Regions from separate parts of the Sus scrofa genome. Here regions 1, 2 and 4 are each linked to region 3. The links are chromatin contacts, called in public Hi-C and HiChIP or PLAC-seq maps. All regions are on one chromosome and are shown on one strand. The core of a region is the stretch at or near the end of the contact, and the rest is flanking DNA. Distances in the headings are between cores, read along the strand shown. Region 1 has its middle 330 kb from the start of PDE10A. Region 2 has its middle 520 kb from the start of PDE10A. Region 3 has its middle 500 kb from the start of QKI. Region 4 overlaps PACRG (parkin coregulated gene protein).

Region 1 (2,700 bases), core at 71-2,570, 930 kb after region 3:
CCTCTCCCTTCCCCTCTATCCCCCGTCTTTCTCCCTCCCCCTCCCTCTCCCTCTCTTTCCCCTTCCCCCCATCTCTCTCTCCCTTCTCCCTCCTCTCTCCCTCTCTACCTCCCCCTCTCTCCTTCCCAGTCCCTCTCTCCCTCCCCCTCTCTCTCCCTCCCTCTTCTCTCTCCCTCCCACTCTCTCTCCCTCTCCTTCTCTCTCCAGTTTTTAAGACCTCTTTCCTACGTTTCTGTCCATAACTTCCCACTAACAAAAGGGAAGTGACACACCTCTCTGGACAGAAGCCAGATCCCCAGGTCCTCATGGCTGGACCACTGTTTTAGAAAATAGCACACCTCTGACTTGATTATATTTCATTGCCCAGAAACGACAGCGATTTGGGGGAAAGGGTGTTACGACAGCTTTAGCTGATAATCATTCTCGGTAAGGGGGAACTAAATTGGCTCAATAAAGATTTTTGAGCCAAAAAAGTCTTGCTGGGATAGTCCGGGCTCGACATTAAGGAAACGACAGCTTAGAAACACAGCTTTACCAACTGGGACATCATCTCACGTCCCCCAGTTAAGGTTTGACAGGATCTGGGTACCAATTCAGTCTAGTTTCTACCGTTTCAATCCTCTGCAGTCTCTTTGGAACTTAGTTATTCTTATAATATTGCTATTTCGTTTTTCATCCAATCTAAAACTGTGGCTTTTCTGAAAGGTTACAAGTCAGGTACAAATCAGAATGCTCCACAGGCAGTGGTGATCTTGGCAGTGTGTGGCTGCCTCTATTAAGTAGAGTCAATTTAGTGCTGGATAAAGGGAAGGACTAAATTAGAATCGTGGTTGGCAGAAACAGTCTCCCATCTGGCACTGTAATTACATACTACCTTGACCTGCTCCAATCCTCGCTGTTCCAGCCCTGAGATTCCTTGGGGGGGCTGGGGGGGGGATGCACAAGGTTTAGAAGACATGCATTATTTAGAATATCTTCGTCATCTTTCTGAGAGATAAGCAGTCTAAAAAATTATTTTCCCGTGACTTTCTTTTTTTACAGGGAAATGAAACTCCCCGTCACCTAATGAAAGTGACCACTCTATGGACTAAACAGCCCAGATCTGTGTGCCTCTTTTGACCCATGACCTCAGACTTTATTTCAGCGGGGACACTGCTTGGGTACTCTCTTTAGCCACCTCGTTCCTGAGGTTGTTTTTTTTTTTAAGGGTCAGTCCTGGTTGCTGCCGGCATGCGTGCGGCATTTTCAAAGACTCACCCTGGACTTGACCTTCTGCGCCAAAGGGAAATCTGATACAACGCTCGGCTCCCTGTGACAGGCCAATCGGGAAGCCGCGCTCTGCTTGGCTGGGCACTGCCACCTACTGGCAGAATAGATCCTGTTCTCCTGCTCCTTGTATTTATTTTTTTCTCACACTTAGGGTTTCCTCAAATCCATATGGAATTAGCTTCAAATTTCCACCTAGAGCCACACATCGGACTTGGAACTAAAGGAAATCACCCTTTGAATCGCTGCTGCTCAGAATCTGTAAGATCCAGCCTGGTAGAGGTGAAAGACAAGGCTGAGCCCATTTTCCTGTCAAACGCCAGAGTGAGTCACTACCGGGAGTTCTCCCAGTTCCTGCCCCAGGGTCGTTCTAAGCAGCCAAGATCGGGTCCAGCCTTCGGTCTTTACCTCCCTCCAGAGGGCTCCTGCACTCGGAGGCAACCAAATCAGCGGACGGCTTTTAAACAGAAAATGACACTGATTGTCACTAAATATAACAAGTGCCTTATGTACATTTCATTGGAACCACAAGCTCAAATTAGCCTGTCAGAATTTCACGATGCCTGATGCAGTGTGTCAAGTGACACAATTAGCTCAAGAGAATAAAGAAAAGGCTTGTCACAGCCCTCAGAGTGCCTCTCTGAGTTCCATCCCTTCCCGTGGTGCCTGATTTAATTCAAATTCTTTTCACGCTTGAAATGTGCGTGTGCGCGTGTGTGTGTGTGTGTGTGTGTGTGTGTGACTCCTCAAACTTCAAAATGATCACATGATAAAGAGACAGAGTAAAACCTGATTTTTTTTTTAATAACAGCCCCAGTGCTTTCTTTCTCCTTCTGCTCCCCTTCTGCAAATGAGAATTTATCAAAGGCTGAATCTAGCCCTTAGTGAGAAAAACAAAGCGTACGGAAAAGATGTAAAATTTGCGTGGAAACTGGAAAGATCAAAGCTTTAGGGATATGGACCAAGAGTGACTCCAGACCACCGAATCCAAAGGCTGAGGGAGTACCCAGTGCCGGCTCTCCCCAGGCGCTGAGAAAACAGAAAGAAGTCTGCATTTCATGTGGCATCAGAAGAAGGGTCCTTTTGGTGCCATGTCCTGCTTCCAGCAAAAGCCAGTATGACAGTAGATCCTTTAGAGAGAAGCTTCACGACACATTCCTCCAAAACGAATGCCCGGGACAGACCCACCCAACCCAACAGCTCACCCACTGCTGCATCAGGATCCGGAATTGTCGCAGATTCTAATTGCAAGGATTGCAAGGAAAGCTCTTTAAATATTGGGGCGGGGGGAGTGCCCCCAAAGACACATGTGTAGCCAAATCATGCCTCTGCTCACCAGCCTCAGGGCCATGGCAGGGAGAGCCCATGGGTTCCAGAAAGCCAGGCAGAGACTTGCCAGGGGGCAGGGGAGACCCAGCCTGGGCCTCTGTCCCC
Region 2 (2,700 bases), core at 68-2,567, 740 kb after region 3:
GGAATCACAGCACACGTGCAGACAGATACCTAGGGACACCCTCAGGACGGCAACTTGGGAAAAAAAGGCATGGTCCCTACATCACCACAAACAGTATCTCCTTTCACTTGCTGGTGAGATTCTTTTTATTTTATTTTTTATTTTATTTTTATTTATTTATTTATTTATTTATTTATTTTTGCCATTTCTTGGGCCGCTCCCATGGCATATGGAGGTTCCCAGGCTAGGGGTCTACTCAGAGCTGTAGCCGCCAGCCTATGCCAGAGCCACAGCAACTCGGGATCTGAGCCTCACCTGCAACCTACACCACAGCTCACGGCAATGCCGGATCCTTAACCCACTGAGCAAGGCCAGGGATCGAACCTGTAACTTTGTGGTTCCTAGTCAGATTCGTTAACCACTGAGCCATGAGGGGAACTCCATCACTTGCTGGTAAGTTTCTTGAAAAGCTCATTTCAAGTTAGCAAAATTCAGAGATGCTGCATCAGAATACCGTAAAGTACTTCTCAAATGTTCTGATTCAGCTGAAAATTATTCTAAGTATGCAGTCTGGAATTCAACACAAACAGGCACATCTAACTCTTCATTTTCAGATGCTGCTAATTTCTCACTGACTTCTTTTACAATATTGCCTTTTTAAAAATATATTCTCTTTCAATATATTTTCTAATATAAGTACTCCAGACGCCCCCAAAAGTAGAAAAAAAAGAATTGTAATAAACGATAGTATAGAAAGTAGGTGATTCTGCAGTACCACCTAGAGCCTGAGGAAATCACAACACTATTCCTAATAAGCTAAACAGTCTTCTCCTTTCCCGGAAATTAGAGACTTTGAGGGGGGGGGAAATGTCCTTTTCTCCTCCTTACATGGCATCCGTTTAACCCTAATTAATTAAACCTGTGGTATGCCAATAACCTTCACTTTGATAACATTGCGGCATTTTTGAGAAAATTCTCTGCTATGCAGTTGTGTGACCACACAGATCTCGGAGAAAGGAGCATTCCAGGACCTATCTTTCCCACGTGACATCCAGCCCTAGATCTCAATTTCTGGTTGTGTATCCTGGGGAAAGCGTATGGAAAATATTACATCAGATGGGGTTTTTATTAAACGTCCGAAAATATTCAACTAGACATCTAAGCAAACGTATGCATCTTTCACCAGAAATCTATGTTTCAAATGCCAAGTAAAATGTGTTAAAGAAGAGCACAGGAAGGGAAGAGATACAAAGTGTCTATTATTTGGGGGGCGCGCGTCCCCTTTTCCCTTCAAATCCGCTTCTTTATCTCAGTCAAGTTGGCTGCCCCGTGGTGTGCCTGCCTCTTACCATATCTCCTCTTTGCAGAGGGCTGCCCACAGCTATCAGGGGTCCCTGTTTCCTCTGAATTAATGCCATTGATAAGCGTAAAAAGGAGAAAATGTTGGCAATATATGATTGTGGATTCGGTGATGCAACGTCAGGGGCAGTCTACCAAAAGCGCTTATGAGGAGCCTGACACGTGAGGATGAATGGAAATGAAGGAGGGTGCTCACAGCCGTCGAAGCCCAGGGCCCCGTGGACTCCGAGGCTCTGCTGCCACCTGCTGGCCGCGAGGAGAACCGAGGCTGAGCCTCCGCACAGCATCATTGACTGACTGCTCGCTCATTAAGGTAACAGTTCTTGTAGGTCACGGCTTTCCCAGACATGTCAGGTAGCCCTCTCTTGATGTTCTGATTCATTTCCTGAAACAGGTACGCCAAAGACTGGCAGAAACGCTGGGGAATATATTCTGAACCCAAGTGGTATGTGCTACTTTATTTAAACTAATAAATAATTTAAAATAATATACACATGAGAGCAAGACAGACTTAAAGACTGGAGATAAATTTGAGGTAATGATTTAAATTGTTCCTTTATGATATTCTTTGCCCCCCATGCAGTCAATAAATGAACACTTCGCATTTTGCCAATGACATTATTTGGTTACAACCCAGGGAACGGAACATCCAGCAACTACGGATGAGGCCGTACACATACTTCCATCCCGCAGTGAAGGGCTGCTGCTTCCCTCTTTGCCTTTCCAGCCCCAAAGGTGCTGGAATTAAATGTCATGCGCTATTTCTATTTTTTTTCCCCGAATTGATTCGGTATTTGATTTCTCCCCACCGTCTGAGTGCTACCTCTAGTCTGAGATCGCTGTCGTGCATTAAGCTAATTTGGATTGCGAAAAAAGTACAAGACCAGAAAGTCGATTCCGAGGCCAGATATCCTGCGAGGAGAGTTCGGGACAAGCAAGGAGACATTCATTAGCGCTGCCTTCAGCGATTTCACCGACGCAGGTGGGATTGCTGGCGGAATGAACGCCCAGGATGCTGAGTACCAGAGAGCTGTGGTCACGGCCCTTTGGGGTGTGCGGCTTGATTTCACTGCGTGGGAAATGGAAGCAAGGCATCTATAACGAGCATGGAAAACCTCAGGAAGGTTGAAGTGTGCAGACTAATGACAGTGGGGGAAGCGGCAATTCCCAGTTTCCTGAGCCGCATTCACAGCTGTGGTAGGAAGAGGAAAGAATATATTTGGGGTCTTTCAATGGGACACATAGATATTTTAATGTTGCGATGCCCCCCTGCAGCGGTGAGCAGAGAAAAGGAACCCTGAAGGCTCCTGCATAAACACTGTTTTTCTCTGTGTAAAAGAGAAGCCAGCGGTAAGGGCTCTT
Region 3 (2,700 bases), core at 159-2,658:
CATGCTGGCTGCTGGAAACAGCCAACCTTCCTTGGGTGAGGAAGGCTCAGAGCAGTGGAACCCTCTCCCCATGGCCACGTTTTCCAGTGAAAGGTGAAAGGGAAAGGTCCCTTTGTGGGAAAATGTTATTATTTTCTTAAGTTATGCTGTTTTTTCCCCAGTCTGCCTTTGGCACACAGTTTACAGTATACATGTAGCATTCATTCCAACAAGCACTTCCCTGGGACAAAATGAAATCCAGGAGAGTATAGAGTATGTGGGAGAAACATCTTTACATGACACTGACTTATAACGAAATCACAATGCTGGATGAAAACCATCTCATTCTCAGAAGCATCCACATTTATGGGAAAATGAGAGTGCAGTGCCCTTGTCTCATATAGAGTTTCTTTACAGAGAGAGTTTTGGCGTTTCACTAAAGGAATGGTAAAGGTTTGACTGCTTGACTGGTGAAATGTTGTGTGTGTGTGTGTGTGTGTGTGTGTGTGTGTGCACATGTGAGGGTGTTTTACACACAAACTCTCCTGAGGCTTGGGAAGGAATAAATTGTTCCACCCTCCTGCAAATGTCATAATTTATTAGCCACTTGCACCTGCCGTGCTACAGATTTCTTTCCCAGTGGAAATAAACACCCCTCCAAGCAGCCACCCTCTCTGGTGCCTAAGGCAAGAGTGAAAAGCTTTGTGTGTCCACTTAGTCTGTTTTTTATTTCTGACCCTCTTGTCAGGGTACTTTATTTGTCATCTTTCCCACTATTCTGGCTAAAGTGGTGCTGCTTTCCGTTAGAATCAGAAGTTTTTTTTTTATCTCTTTATAACCTAATTTGTAAGTGTTTAAAACACTGTTTTGAGGGGGAAGATGGGGAGGGCAAGATGGGAAAAGAGAAAATAACCTAGATTACGGACGTGAACTTCGCCAATGTACCCTTGTGCTTCCTTCCTTTGGGGAGATTATTTTTAAAGAGTTGTATTTGTCCATCTCAGTATGAGTCACTTATGTCACGGACTTTCAGTTTTACTTTCACAGTTTGGGTTTTTTTCCTGCACTATTTTTGATAGAACTCTAGCATCCTTGAGTTGCCAATCGCGTAGGGAAACTTTTAAGTTTTTGAAATTGTTTTCAGTATAAGTCATAATTATTTTATATTTTATTTTATAAAAATACTCCTTGGTTTCTGTTTTTTCCCCTGTTGGGACCTCTTAGCTATATTTGAAAATGTACACATGGCAACACCTAATAATAAAATTCTGAGCACTGATTTCTCTCATGGCAACATTCTTGAACCATGATCATACTTTTGTAATGCTGTGTCCTAACAGGCCAGATGACATTTCCAGCTTGTTAGTCGTTGAGACATCTTAACCTTGAACCGCCTTCAGGTCCTTCAGGGTCAGCACTAGCAGACAGAGCCCCCTGCTGGAATTTCTGGGGACTGGATTGCCAGGGAAAACGTGAGGGTCTCTAGAGAGCTGGGAGACCAGGAGGTCAAATTATAACCTATGCTGTGAAAAAAAATGGATGACATGCTTTTGACTAACAGCAAGAGTTAATATCTCAAGGAATGTTTTTCAATAGCTCGTCATGTCCTTTTGAAAGTTTGGGTGATAAACACAGAGACTCTGATCTCTTTAAATCAGACTGTTTCTCAGATTAGTATTTCTTGAGGAATATTCTTCAGAGATGCAGGAAGAAATGGTGTCTTATCCTTAAGAACGTTTTGAAAATGGTGAATTAAATACAATAAAACATGATTCTTTCTTGCAGAACTTCTCAGAGCCTTTAAGAGGAAAAGATTATTTCAAACAACACACAGAATTTTCCCTAAACTTGTTCGGCTGTGGACCTTTATGGTGTGATACTTTATGAATATTTTGGGAAGTGCTTTGTAGACTATCAGTGTAGGAAATCTACTCTTTTCTTCTAAGAGTTCTGTTTTGAAGAATATTTTACTTCAATTTTATTCTAAATTTACCAGAGTATATAAAATTGAAGCCTACTTCTTATCAATATTTTTTTACTGTTGTTTTTAACTGTGCTGAGAGATACAGCACTTAGTGATTCCTTTTTAAAAATTCATCTTGAACTGAATTCATCTTGAGTGTTTGTCCTAATCTTATCAATATCTTTGTTTAGACCTAGGTTCATTCATACATTATAGAGATTAGCTTTCCTTAGCTTCTATATACATGCTTTGTTTTAACAACTGGCAGTTTTTGTTTTTGTTTTTGTTTTTTTTAAATAAGACTTAAGAGGCAAATGTAGGCAAATGAAGTATTGATTCTGTATTGGAAAAAAAGTGACCTGGTCATATACAGATATTATGAGAACAAACCCTTCCCATAAAATCAGAAAAGTAAGGTATCTTATTTTTATTAGGATTATATGGTTTTCTCTTGAAGTCTCCTACTTTAAAAATATTCCTTTGGGATCATAAACTGATCATTTTGTAACTGTGACAGAGCAAAAGGGATCCTTACCAGAAAACACAAAATGGAATGAGAAATTTTTAATTTTGCAGGATGCCCGGTTTGAAATATTTCCAAAGTTCTGATTGTTTAGATTACCTTTGAATAAGCAAGTGTTCTTGTCTAATGCAGATCTTCTGTGTCTCTGAGGCCCCTGACTACTTATCCTATCACCTAAAATGCTCACACCCAGTAAACTGTTCTTAGTTCAGACTCCAGGAGCCTTTCTATTCTT
Region 4 (2,700 bases), core at 73-2,572, 650 kb before region 3:
ACAGGACATTATTACCTCACAGTCATGAGGCTCAACTTCGTCAGACAGGGCTAGTAACATCGCAGGATTAAGAATGTTGCAACATTAAAGATGCAAATTAGGTTGTGAAAGCAGAAGGATCTCGTAGGAGGTTAGTCTGCTTGCAGAGAAATGTTGAGTCAATTCAGAATTAAGAAGGCTTTGGGCAGCAAGTGGAGTTTGTAAATAAATGTCATTTCCTAGGGTTAAATCCTCTGAGGCTTCCACAAACTTTGCAGCTGCAGCTATAGCCTTAAGGCAGCTGGGATAGGCCAAGAGCCACTGAATCAAGCTGCCCGCTATAATAGGCAATAGGTCTGTGCTTTTTACCATGTTCTTCTGTGAGTTTTCCCAGGCCTGGTTATTGCTCTCCCACACAAACAAGGTGAAAGGTTTTGAAGAGTTAGGTAGCCCGAGGGCAGATGGTTCTTACAGCTCTTGCTTTAGTCCCATTAAGGACTTCTCATGTTTATCTTCCCAAAGAAAGGGCCTAGGGATTGAAATTTTAGTAAATTCCTAGCATATGGGGAAACCAGTAGAGAAAATAGGAAGCCATAGTCTACAGTAAGCTGCCGGGCTGAGGAATCCATGAAGCTGTTGCTTGGTTGTGGGCCTAGGATATTCTTGGATCAGCTTAATTCCTTTCGGAGATAGCTGGATTCCTTCAGTACTTAGATTATGACCTAGGTAACAAACAGCATCTAGAGATAATTGTAATTTTTCCTTAGAGACTTTATGTCCATTTTTAGCCAACTGTTGCAGCAGATAAATGGAATCTTTTATGAATGCCTCTCTGGTAACTGAAACAGCAAGAGATCATCGACAGATTGTAAAAGCGTCAATTTCCTGGGAACTGGAAGGCGCTTACATCTTGGTGGTCACTTAGGAGAAATAAGAAAGGGCCTCAGTGAACCCTGGAGGCACAACTGACCAGGTGTTTATTGACTGTTCCAAGTAAAGATGAATAGATGTTGGCTGTTGGAGTCAACAGGGATGCTGAAAAAATGGAACATGGGTCCACCCCAGAGAACCATTCTGAGTCTGATAGAACTTCTGACAAAGGGTGTTTGGGTTTGGAACAGCTGTGAATAGGGGAATTACCATCTCGTTAATAGCTCTCAAGTCCGGGACAAATCACTGTCCCCACCTATTAGGTTTCCCTACTGGCAGGACCTGTGTGTTGCAAGGGGATGGTACAAGGACCATTTAGCCCCTGGGCAATTAGGTCTTCCACTGTGGGTGTGAAGCTTTAGTGTATGTGAGGCCGTTGGGGAAGAGGTTTACTTCTGCTTCCCATGTCTATTTTGAACTTCACCATGTCCTACCAGCATGCCCACCAGCTGATGAGGAACTGGCATCCTTGGGTCATAGGCCCGGATAATGATAAATTCTTCTGAAATCTTCTGGGGATCTCCTTGGTTTTAGGAAATTCCTTAACATGGCCCTTAGTTCAAATCTCTGACAAAGGAGTGAAAAATACCTGAGAAAGATCTCCTGCAACCTCTGGTGGTTTTATTTTAAAAGGCAACTGTTTAAAAGTCTTGTCTTAGGATTTGCAGAATGTGGGTACTAGGTGAAGGAGGATAAAGAGGCGCAGTAGGGGTCATGCCAGTCTTATTATCTTTTGTTTTAGGTCCCCCTTTAATTTTGACTAGGCTTTAATTTGTCTTTAGCCTTTTGTGACAAATTTTTCAATGAGGCTATTTCAGAATCTTAGAGGAAATCTTTTGGAAGCTTCTGTGTACCAATTAAAATAGGTATGCCATTCTGTTTGTTTAACTAGGGAACCCTGGCTTTCAAGAGTACTCCACAAATGAACAATCCTGTCAAATGGGAATGTTCTCCATAATGGCCATTGTAATTCTGGGTTGTTTTTCATAAGAGTTTTTGCAATTTTAGTAGATATTAATGCTTCCAAGACCGTAGATCTTAAACATAAAATAAGCACATATGCCAAAAAGTGGAATGCTTGATTCTTTGGAGCTTAAGAATCACATTTTTTTTTTTCAGCCAAGTCTTTGGGTATCTTGGAGCCAAACTAATACTTCAGTCTGTTCCTGAGTTGGGGATTGTGTAGTGTTTGACAGTGTACCTCACTGCATGGAACTTTCCTTGAGATTGGCTCTTTACTTAATGTCAATCTAACCCATTCTGTGACCAAATTATCCTAACATGGGAATCCAAGTAGAGTTAAGTAGTGAATGCTCTAATGACTTTTAAGTGCTCACCAATGCCTTTATTGTGCCCCCCAATTTTTGCCATTTTTTTGGCTTTTGAGATGCCCATCAGCAATAGCCTTTACCTCATGTGTACGTTACCACACCAGCAGTAGCCAAAGAGATGCTACTGTGGACTGGCCCTGTGTACACCACCAGCAATTGCTGGGGACCCAGGAACCAGGGACTGGAGAAAGGATTATACCAGTAGACCTCAACAAATGGGGACTTCAGACTGGGGTTCAACATAGTAGGAAACTGCAGATTGAACTACCAGCTATTCCCAGTGTGGAACTGGGGGACTAAATCAAGGGCTGGGGTTTCCAATCAAATGGGGAATTGTGTATTGAACCAAGGGCTAGGAGCTTGGGTGCTAGGTGGGACTGTTTACTAGTTCAAGCTGATCTTCCCTGGACTGGAATTTAATTGGAAGCTCAATGCGGAGAAAGCAGAGCTCAGAAGAAGA

What was found. A called contact is a pair of places that touch in the nucleus more often than the background predicts. HiChIP or PLAC-seq counts read pairs in DNA pulled down with a chosen protein or histone mark.
Region 1: a contact with region 3 is called in an H3K27ac HiChIP or PLAC-seq map of alveolar macrophages. The contact joins two enhancer-like sites. A contact is called at or near these places in 1 of 47 Hi-C or Micro-C datasets (embryonic fibroblasts) and 1 of 2 datasets of contacts at active chromatin or transcription factors (alveolar macrophages).
Region 2: a Hi-C map of embryonic fibroblasts shows a contact between it and region 3, with 7 times the contacts expected there. The contact joins two enhancer-like sites. A contact is called at or near these places in 6 of 47 Hi-C or Micro-C datasets (embryonic fibroblasts, fetal heart ventricle, fetal skeletal muscle and 2 more).
Region 4: an H3K27ac HiChIP or PLAC-seq map of alveolar macrophages shows a contact between it and region 3. The contact joins two enhancer-like sites. A contact is called at or near these places in 2 of 2 datasets of contacts at active chromatin or transcription factors (alveolar macrophages and skeletal muscle).

Annotation. Positions count from the first base shown.
Region 1 is chr1:3,453,766-3,456,465 of Sscrofa11.1, reverse strand. No RefSeq gene overlaps it. Among named protein-coding and RNA genes, the nearest start is that of PDE10A, 330 kb to the right of the region's middle. Within about 2 kb of position 1,320, at least 8 of the 83 cell types and tissues checked have an H3K27ac peak or open chromatin away from gene starts, as enhancers often do. A contact at or near this core is called in alveolar macrophages, where this site is marked.
Region 2 is chr1:3,641,263-3,643,962 of Sscrofa11.1, reverse strand. No RefSeq gene overlaps it. Among named protein-coding and RNA genes, the nearest start is that of PDE10A, 520 kb to the right of the region's middle. Within about 2 kb of position 1,317, at least 5 of the 83 cell types and tissues checked have an H3K27ac peak or open chromatin away from gene starts, as enhancers often do.
Region 3 is chr1:4,381,194-4,383,893 of Sscrofa11.1, reverse strand. No RefSeq gene overlaps it. Among named protein-coding and RNA genes, the nearest start is that of QKI, 500 kb to the left of the region's middle. Within about 2 kb of position 1,408, at least 30 of the 83 cell types and tissues checked have an H3K27ac peak or open chromatin away from gene starts, as enhancers often do. A contact at or near this core is called in alveolar macrophages, where this site is marked.
Region 4 is chr1:5,031,318-5,034,017 of Sscrofa11.1, reverse strand. All of the region lies in intron 4 of PACRG (parkin coregulated gene protein), which reads left to right. Among named protein-coding and RNA genes, the nearest start is that of QKI, 150 kb to the right of the region's middle. Within about 2 kb of position 1,322, at least 10 of the 83 cell types and tissues checked have an H3K27ac peak or open chromatin away from gene starts, as enhancers often do. A contact at or near this core is called in alveolar macrophages, where this site is marked.